2 separate regions of the Mus musculus genome follow, and region 2 is linked to region 1. Evidence: chromatin contacts called from public HiChIP or PLAC-seq data. All regions are on one chromosome and are shown on one strand. The core of a region is the stretch at or near the end of the contact, and the rest is flanking DNA. Distances in the headings are between cores, read along the strand shown. Region 1 holds the start of Rpl14 (ribosomal protein L14). Region 2 has its middle 70 kb from the start of Gm39459.

Region 1 (4,510 bases), core at 1,939-4,438:
TCAAGTATCTTAATTTTACATGCCAATCTCTAGCTCCTAGAAGCCCCACCCACAGCTTTTTCACTTAAAAACAAACAAGCATTGAATAAAACCAGAACATTGTTTGTTTCCTTTAAAAAGAGTGCATGCTGAAGATCATGGCTGAATAACAAGGTGCTAGTTGGAAGGCTGTAGTCATTAGAAAACCAGCTGTGTGCCTCTCTTGCCAAGGCCATGTCTCCTTTGACACGTCTGTGTTTGTCACCCCTGTGAGAAAGCTCTGTCAGATAACCCTCCATCAGCTGGGTCCCTCCTGTCTTATGTATACCACAGGTATCTCAACCCTGCTGGGTCTACACACTGGGAAAGCCACACTTCCCCATATCCATACACTGTCCCAGCTATCCCAACTCTAATGGCCCTTATGGCTGTGCTCCTCCTACGGATACCCAGACCCTACACCATACCCCAAGTGTCTACCATGAAGACACACACAGTCTCACACACACACATACACACATACTGTCTCACACATACTCTAGTACTACACACTCACACACACACACACAGAGCACCCCAGACAAGACCCCTGGCTCTCCACTACAGCTCACACTGAGGTAGTGTTTTTCACACGTTCACACCTAATCTCCAGCTCAGACCTGAAAGCACTGGTACAGTGGTGGGACTGCAAGTGTGTTCCACAACACCCAGCATACAGAGGAAACTCTTAAATGCCATTTCACAGAGGGAAAGAGATAAGAGGTTAATCTAACCAATATCTCAACGCCAGAGAGGGGCCCAGGGAGGAGCTGAGTCAGCTCACTGCAGTGCTGCCCAATCAGGCCTGTCTCACTCCCCACCCCCAGCTCTGGGATTACAAGATAATTCTACCACACCTAGCTGTCTTTCTTTCTTTTTCCTAATGTGGGCTCCAGGAGTTGAACTAGGTTCTCATGGCAAGCTCCTTACCAAGTAGGCCACTTCCCCTACTTGTTTTCTTTTCTTTTTTTTTTTGTTTTATGAGACAGGGTTTCTCTGTGTAGCCCGGGCTGTCTTGGAACACACTCTGTAGACCAGGCTGGCCTCGAACTCAGAGATCTGCCTGCCTCTGCCTCCTGAGTGCTGGGATTAAAGGCGTGTGCCACCACGCCCGGCTCCATACTTTGTTTTCATTTGAGAAAGTTTTGCCATGTGGCCCGGCTGGTGCTTACTATGTATGCCAGGCTAATCTCAAGCTCTTGGCACTTTCTACCCAAGCCTGCTGCGTGCTGGGATTATAGCCATGCACCACTGCACATGGCTTATATGCAATATTTTTACTTGTGAATTTGAGGTTTCATCTAAGGCTTCCTTTCCAAAAAAAAAAAAAAAAATGACCTAATAATAAAAAAAATCAAGGAAATATAAGAGCTGCATGTTTAAGAACAACAGGTGAACTTTTTTCTTTCCCTGAACCACTGTGATTGACTTTAAGTGTATTCATTTTGGTAGTTTGGGGTTTGAATCCTGGTTCCCACGTGCCCCAGGAAAACTCTTCCCTGCTCTGCCACACTCCCGAGTCCACTGCTGGTTGGTTCCTGTCTCATCCCCCAAGCTCCCGGCAGTGAAGCTTTCCAGGACCGAGCTCTCCAGGACCCGCCGGCCGAGTGCATGAGTTGCAGGTGGCAAGGATTCTCCGTCCCTCTTGTCTGGAACATCTTTTCACTGAGCTCTCGGCATCTGTCCTGACTGAGAGCTTTTCCTTGGGATTCCTCACTCAGTACCGCTTCACTCTTCAGCAAAAGCAGACTCGTTAGGATGAGGAATTTATTGAGAGAGGCTGGCAGCTCATAATCTTCTGTTAACTCCTGTTCCAGAGGATGTGATGCCCTCTCCTGGCCTCTGCAGGTACTAAGTTTGTTTGCGCTTGGTGCTCACAAACACCCATACACATAAAATAAAATAAAATAAAATAAAATAAAATAAAATAAAATGTCTGAAATGGGGTTCGTTCAGAGCCACAGAGATGACTAGCAGTTGAATGCTTTCTTGAGTTCTGTTTCCAGCTCATTCATAGCTCTAGCTTTAATGGCCTCCAAGGGGACTATTCCTCCACACACATAAAAGAGTATGTAAAGTGCTTAATGTTGTAAAGGCCTGAATTTGGATCCCCATCACACACATGAAGAGTTAGGAAGAGTTAGGATCGATGGCCTGCAGTGGTCATCCTGGGGAGGTAGAGACAAGTGTGCCCCTGGGGCTCAGTGACCAGCATGCCTATCTGAACTGGCAAACTCTGGGTTCAGTGAGAGGCTGTCTCATAAAGACCGGAAGAAGAGTGACTGAGGAAGGCACCCAGTGTGCTCCTTTGCTCTTGTTTACTTGACACAGCTAGGGTCCTCTGGGAGGAGGGAGCCCCACTTGGAGGAATGCCTCCATAAGAGGCATATCTGTGAAATATATTCCCTTTCCCCCGCCCGCCTCCCCCCACCCCCCGGCCTATTTATTATATGTAAGTACACTGTAGCTGTCTTCAGACACCCCAGAAGAGGGCGTCAGATCTCACTACAGATGGTTGTGAGCCACCATATGATTGTTGGGATTTGAACTCAGGACCTCTGGAAGCGCAGTCAGTGCTCTTAACAGCTGAGTCATCTCTCCAGCCCTGTGTCTTTGGACTTTTAAGACAATGTCTCAGTATGTCTCCTTGGTAGGGGAAGCGGCCTTAAATCCAGATTTGCTTCCGCCTCTGCCTCCCGAGGGCTGGGATTAAGGGCGAGCGCCAGCACCCTCGGCTGTGTCTTAATTATATCCTGTGTATACAGAAGAAAAGGGAAGTGGGCTGGGGACAGACAGTTCATCCTATGAGTCCTTCCTATCCCTAAAGTTCTCAGGAGTGACCGCCCTGTCATGCCAACATTTGGGAGACTGAGGCAGGAGCATTGCTGCGAGCGAGCCTGCTTGGATTATACAGTGTGGAAGGCCTACACTAAAAGGCCTTGTCCCCAAAATCCCAAACCCAAACAAAATAGAAAGGAGAAATTACAACGCCAAGCTCACTGCACGTGTCTGAGGAGAAGCAGTCCATAGAGAGCCGGAACCGCCATGTCATAACCCAGTGAGCATGCGTAAAAGCACGCACGTTTCCCCGTCGACCAATCGGTGGGCACGCTGGACGTCGGGGGCGGGGCTTCTGCCGACACATGCGCACGGCAGGGCGGGCCCTCTCTCTTCTCGCTGAGCGCCGCCAACATGGTGAGTGTGTGTGCCGAGAGCTCCGAGTGCGGCCGTCGCGACGCCCGTCTTCTGCCCCGGGCGGGGGAGCCCCGGCGTGGAGTGGCTCTGCGCGACCCGGCCAGCGCGTGGGGAGGCAGCGGGGCGTGGAACCCAGCCCGCAGGGAGCGCGGCTCGCGTGGACCGCACTACCGGGGCCACGCGTGCGCAGTGGCGGGAGTGGCTGGGCCTGAGGTCCGGGGATGGCGGCGCTGCTGCGGCCTCGGACCTGCCCGGCGGCCTGGCTCCTCATGAGCTCCCTTCAGTTCTTTTTCTCCGGAAAAAGCGAACCGGGGAGTGGTTCAGTGGATTGAACGATGAATTAATTGTATGAGAACTAAAGGAGTATCAAACATGGGTAAGAGCGGATCCAGGGAGCTCGTGTGCTGGGAAAGTGGCCACGGGATACTTGAAGTTAAAAAATGCTGGCTACTAAGTTCAAACTCGTCTCCCAGGGCGGCCCCGAGCCCTGTGTTGCCGGTAAGCAGCGGACTTGGAATATTTAAAGCCAACCCTTGTTTCTTTTCCTGTTTTAGGTGTTCAGGCGTTACGTGGAGGTTGGCCGGGTGGCCTACATTTCCTTCGGGCCCCATGCTGGAAAGCTGGTCGCAATTGTAGATGTCATTGATCAGAACAGGGTACGTGTGGGACGGAGTATTTTACAATCTTTATTTAACGTGGCCGTAAGATCGACAGCACCGTAGATGTTACTCAGGGTAGCTAGAGTGGTCCTTGGGTGGAGTTCTTTAGATTACAGGTTTACCATTGAGGAAACACTGGCCACGGAGTTTGAAGCACTGGGTAGAGTTAGCTCATCTTACAGCACTAATTCACCGGGTAAACGAGGCAGGCAAATGCAGGTGAGTTTAAATGAGGTAACTGAGAAGACTTCAGTGAGCTGGAGGTGCGGCTCTGTTGGTAGAGTGCTTGCTAGAGTCCCTGGATTCTAAAGATAGATGTGGCTCCTGCTACCTCAGGCTCTGGGAGGATAAGGTAGGAGAAGCAGGAGTTTGCCACTAGCCTGGGCTGCTTGACCTTGTCTGAAAATACCACAGTGGAGGCTTTTAGGATACTGGGTTCACAAACGTGCATTTTCTTCATTTGAATGGTAATGTACATTTCGTCCAGAAAGGGCTAGAAATTACGTAGAGGTTACAGCCATCTTGAACTTTAGATGCCTGTCTGAGGTCCTTGATTTTGTATCCTAGGCTTTAGTGGATGGACCCTGTACTCGGGTGAGGAGGCAGGCCATGCCCTTCAAATGCATGCAGCTCACTGA
Region 2 (5,077 bases), core at 1,056-3,555, 190 kb after region 1:
GACGAGAGAACCAGCCTAGGTCAGAGCCTGGGTTACAAACGAGAAATCAGACTTACCACATATGAATATTATGAGTTGGCCTATGAGATGGGCTTTATTTAAAACTCCGAACCTTTATAGCCAGGCATGGTGACACATGCCTTTAATCTCAGCACCTGGGGAAGGCAGAAGCAGGTGGATCTCTGTGAGTTCGGGGCCAGCCTGGTCTATACAGTGAGTTCCAGGACAGCCAGGGCTGTATAAGAGATCCTGTCTCCAAAACAAAACAAAACAAAACAAAACAAGGGGTTAGAGATGGCTCCGTTTTTTAAGAACACTGTTTGCTCTTTCAGACATCCCAGGTTCAATTCCCAGCACCCATATGGCAGCTCACAACCGTCCATTCCAGTTCTAGACACTCATGCAAGCAAAATATCAATGAACATAAGATGAAATTCAAATAAAACAGAAACAAATAAAATAATAATAATAATAAACCCAAAAGCCATCTCTACTGCTTCATTTAAAATGTCAGAAATTCAAATATTAATTGATTTAGAGCTAGAGGGATACATCTGCCCAGCCTGGATTTTGCATATGTTATTCATAAACAGAGAAATTAAAAATAACCCAGAAAGAAAAATGTCATTTATCACTATGACATATTCCCGCAGGGAAGTACCATTCCTCTACAAGCACGGGAGAAGAGAAAGGACAGCAACATACTCAACGTCATCTTTTAGACAAAGAGGCCACCTGGCATCCTGTCCCCAGGAGAGGAGGAAGTGGGAAAATAAGGACAAGAGGGAGGGGCCTGTGCTTCAGGGTGCTGTCAATCACAGCAAATGGATTGCTGGTGTCAGTCACTTGCTTGGCTGAAGAAGAGGCAAACAGAACAAGGGGCTCAGTAGTTAAGGGCACGCACTGCACTTGCTGAGTACCCAAGTTCAATCCCCGGCACCCACACTAGGCAGATGTGTTTTCCTTGTGACGATTTCATACATACACTTTGATCATATACATGCCTGCCATATAGGACCATCTTCCTAGACAAACGACCACCATCTTCAGATTAGCTGTGCCCACTACCAAAATGGTATCACTGGTGGTCTTGAGGACTCTGGACATTCCCTCAGTAATGGGTTGGGGAGGGTCAGAGGACCCTCACCTGAGGTTCCAGCCACCTCTCCCAGGCAGTTGCATGCAGTTGTGTCCAAGCTGCCTGTGGTCTCATGAGGTGCAAGAGTTAATATGCTGAAGAAGCTCCATCTACAAGGTAGTAGGGAAGCCATCAACTACGCTGGACCAACTTTTCAGCACGGCTACTGTCGGGTCACCCACTCTCCTGGGAGTAATCCTGCCCCTGTGCTCTGTAGGGAAGGCTGACACACTCTCTGGTTCCCAGGGCGAGCTTGGTGGGATCTCACTTTAGCTTGTTCTTGGGGTCTTATGAAGACCGGTGGCCTTACTTACATCTCCCCTGGGTGGGCTCTGTGCAACAGTGCCTTCCTTGTCTGGTTACGTGCAGAACATGGAGGGAAGATGGCACTCTTAACTCATCCCGTGTCACTTGGGCATGGCACTGGCCTGGAGTCTTGGATTCTGGACTCTGGTTTTGGTTCTAACCGAGTATGCAAACAATTTCTCCAGGTCCCCATAACCATGACACCCCGTGAACTCCACCCCTCTCACTCAATTGGTAAGAGTCTTCATCTTAAATATTAAAAAAAAAAAAAAACTAGATAAGATCGTTCCTGGAACTTTCTAAAGTCACCCTATTGATTGAGTGTTTTGATGTTTTTAACCCATTGGGTATTGTTGAGGTTGATAATTCGGGGTGGGTGAGGAGGTGAATTTTTCTGACCAGAGTTCCATGCCTGTAGTACCAGAATCTATTTAAGCCAGATAGCCCATGTTTAAGATGGGTAGCCCGTGACTTTTGAGGCATTACAAGGTCAGAATTCTGAGTCACGGGAAAAGTTAATATAACCCCCAAGGTGTGGCCAGCACTGGAATTTCCATAGTCTGAGAACCATATTCTTTGAGGGTAGGCTTGTTCTCTTGGGGGAAGGGATGCAGCTGGGACCAGGCTCAGCAGAGGAGAGCCACAAGTTGACTGGGAGCTAGAGTCCAGCTGTCCCTGTTTCTACGAATTGTGGCAAATGGGAGATCTGCTTAAAGACCTGTCAGTGCAGCCTGCTGTGTGCTCAGGAAGACTCTAGTGTCACTCTTTGCTTTGGGTGGGACATCCCTCAATTCTTCCCTGCTTTGCCTTAGTCATAGGTGGCAGCTGTGCATACTGCATTTCCTGGGCCTCCTGCTCTGCCAGTTTTTGCTTAGGTTTGCCCAATGGAGGGCAGGGCAGACAGGACTTTGGGAAGAGGCAGGGAACATAACTACCTCTGCCACTCTCAACGCAGCTCTCCGGCAGTGGCTGTACCTTGTTGGTAGATTGAGTTCTCTCTCTCTCACCTTTGCTCATCCAGTCCTAACCAATCTTGAGGTCCCCCCTGTCTACCAGCACAGCATTGTACTGTACCCCAGTCCCTGTCTGGAGCAGCTGACATAGGGTCTGCTCCCTGTCTGAATCTCTTAAAGTGGTCCAGTTTGTATTACTTTACGGTCCCCACTCCAAACGGTCCAAAAGACCACAGACTTGTTGCCAAGACTGCCCTCCCTTGGGCCTGAACAGCCCAAGTGGGATTCAACTTCAGATTCCTAGAGAGCAAATTCTTCACAAAGCAAGCAGTGCCCCGGAGTTTGAGCTCAAGGTCACACGAAGGCAACTCACATTCTGCCTCCTGACTTTGGAAAAAAGCAGCTGGAACATGGCACCCCCACCCACTCATGAAAGGTCAACAGGCATCTTCATAAAATGGCAACATTTCACATGGCTGGGCTGGGCCTCCGGAAGGATTTCCCACATGACACATTGTGTCTCTTCTTGGAGAATGGTGATATTTGCTACAGGCATCTAATAGAGCTTGAAATTGCCCTGGCGAGCTGTTTACTCTTCTCCAGAGTGGCTCTGGGCTGCGGGCCGTGTTGATCTAACGCTGCCGCCGTTGCTTTCATTAAGTAAGCCCTCACACTTCCAAAGTGCGCCGTAAGCTCTGTAAATATTTTATTAGCCTTTGTAATTAGTCATGTCCTCTCACAGCACTGCTGGGAAGTGGGTCAGTGGGGCTGTGGTGGCCCTCCTCTCACCACCCAAGTCAGTGAGAAACTTCCAGAGGTGGAACTTAGCCTTGAACTGGAGGCCAGTGGGTACCGTGGTTCCTTCCTGGGATAGTCAGGAATGGAGCTTGCTGGAGCTTTTGGAAAATGTGAAGTCCAGTGATGAGCACTAAGGACCTGTGTCCTTGCCCAGTGGGACGGGACTGCCTCTGCCTGGGGCTGGGTTGAGTGTGGAGAAAGGAAAAGTCCAGAATGTGTGGATAGCACACAGAAGCTTCTAGAACATGGCAGCCATTCTGTAAAAGCAATTTCATCCGTTCTCCCTTCCTCTGCCCTCCTCCTACATCGAGGCTTGATGTATTCATTCTTGGAGAGGAGGTGGAGGAGATCCATGCCAGCTGCAGTCTTCAAGGAATGTGGTCCAGCGGTGGGAACTGTAAGAGCTCTTAAACTGTGGGAGTTCCCTGTGGACATGCGCAGTGGTTTCAATGAGACCAGCTCCCACAAGCTCAGTATTTGCATGCTCAGTCCCCAGCTGATGAACTGCTAGGGAAGGACTAGGAGGTGTGGCCTTCTTGAAGTAGAGGTGACCTTGCTGGAGGATGTGTGTCACTATGGGTGGACTTTGAGGTTTCAAAAGCTCATGCCAGCCCCAGTGGCTCTTTGCCTGTTGCCTGAGGATCAGGATGCAGGGCTCTCAATTCCTTCTCCAGCACCAAGCCTGCCACGCCCGTTGATAATGCACTAAGCCTCTGAAACTGTAAGCGAGCCCTCAATTTAATGCCCTTGGTCATGTGTTTCGGGAAATATTAAGAAGAAATGGCAAGTTCCGTGCCATGCCCTGGTTCTCTCTGTCCCAGTGATGTTGCAGGCAATATCCAACCTGTTTATGTTGATATTTTTGAATATCTGCATGTGTGTTCATGTGTGTGTGTGTGTGTGTGTGTGTGTGTATGTGCATGCACACACATGCATGTGGTGGTCAGCGGTCACACTTGGGTGTTGTTCCTTAGGAGTCATCCACCATGTTCTTTGAGACAGGTTCTCTCACTGAGACCCAGGCTCATGGCTCAGACTAGATTGTCTGGCCAGTCAGCACCAAGGAGCCTCCTGTGTTACCTCCAGCCCCCACATGCCCTGCTCTAGGTATAGAACTCAAGACTGAATGCTATCCAGCGAGCACTCTGCTGACTGAGCTGACACACCAGCACTGGATATTAATTTTAAGACATATTTTTCAGGGTAGAATAAAACCACATAGAGCTACTAAGTCAGCTATTGTTGAAACTTTTTCACTATGAAAGCTTTTTAGCTCCTTGATGACGTCAGATGATGGAAGATCAAGGAACCTGCAGCTGCTGTGATTTGAGTGCTCCCCTATTTGAGCTCTCTCCCTTTTGTGTGCTCCTCCTTTTGAGTGTTCCTCTTTTGAGTGCTCCTCTTTTGAGGGTTCTCCTTTTGCGTGCTCCCCTTTTGAGAACCCCCCTTTTAGTGCTTCCCCTTTTGCTCTGCTGTGCTTTAACCCCCAAAGACTACCATTGCTCAGTCTTCTCCTCATTTCACAGCTCAGGTCTTGAATTCAGTTCTGCAGTGATGCCTTGGTTTTTCACTGCTTCCATTTTCCTGGTGCAGGTTTGAATGAACATCATCAGAATCAACAGTTAGCCACTATTTGGTTTTAAGTGTGTTTGAACTTTATGCCAATGCAAATTTTGTTTACTTAGAGTCTCTTGCCTTGGTTTTAAAGGCATCTCATTTGTGATTCTTAGATTAAGTAGTGTACTGGTTTCCTTTCAGTTGCTGTGATCAACACCTCAACCAAAAGCAACTAGGGAAGAAAGGGTTATTTGGCTTATACTTCCAGGTCACAATCCATCACCTATGGCAGTGAGGGCAGGAACCCAAGACAGGAGCTCGAAGC

What was found. HiChIP or PLAC-seq counts read pairs in DNA pulled down with a chosen protein or histone mark.
Region 2: a FOXA1 HiChIP or PLAC-seq map of pancreatic cancer cells shows a contact between it and region 1. The contact joins the enhancer-like site here to the promoter of Rpl14 in region 1. A contact is called at or near these places in 4 of 484 Hi-C or Micro-C datasets (the G1E-ER4 cell line, Th1 cells and embryonic stem cells), 5 of 115 datasets of contacts at active chromatin or transcription factors (embryonic stem cells, memory CD8 T cells, pancreatic cancer cells and 1 more) and 2 of 9 other capture datasets (adipose tissue and liver).

The regions. Positions count from the first base shown.
Region 1 is chr9:120,568,329-120,572,838 of GRCm38.p6, forward strand. Rpl14 (ribosomal protein L14) reads left to right here and starts at 3,189. Exons shown (of 6, transcript NM_025974.2): 1 at 3,189-3,213; 2 at 3,768-3,869; 3 at 4,440-4,510. The coding sequence starts at 3,211.
Region 2 is chr9:120,761,861-120,766,937 of GRCm38.p6, forward strand. No RefSeq gene overlaps it. Among named protein-coding and RNA genes, the nearest start is that of Gm39459, 70 kb to the right of the region's middle. Within about 2 kb of position 2,306, at least 30 of the 459 cell types and tissues checked have an H3K27ac peak or open chromatin away from gene starts, as enhancers often do. A contact at or near this core is called in pancreatic cancer cells, where this site is marked.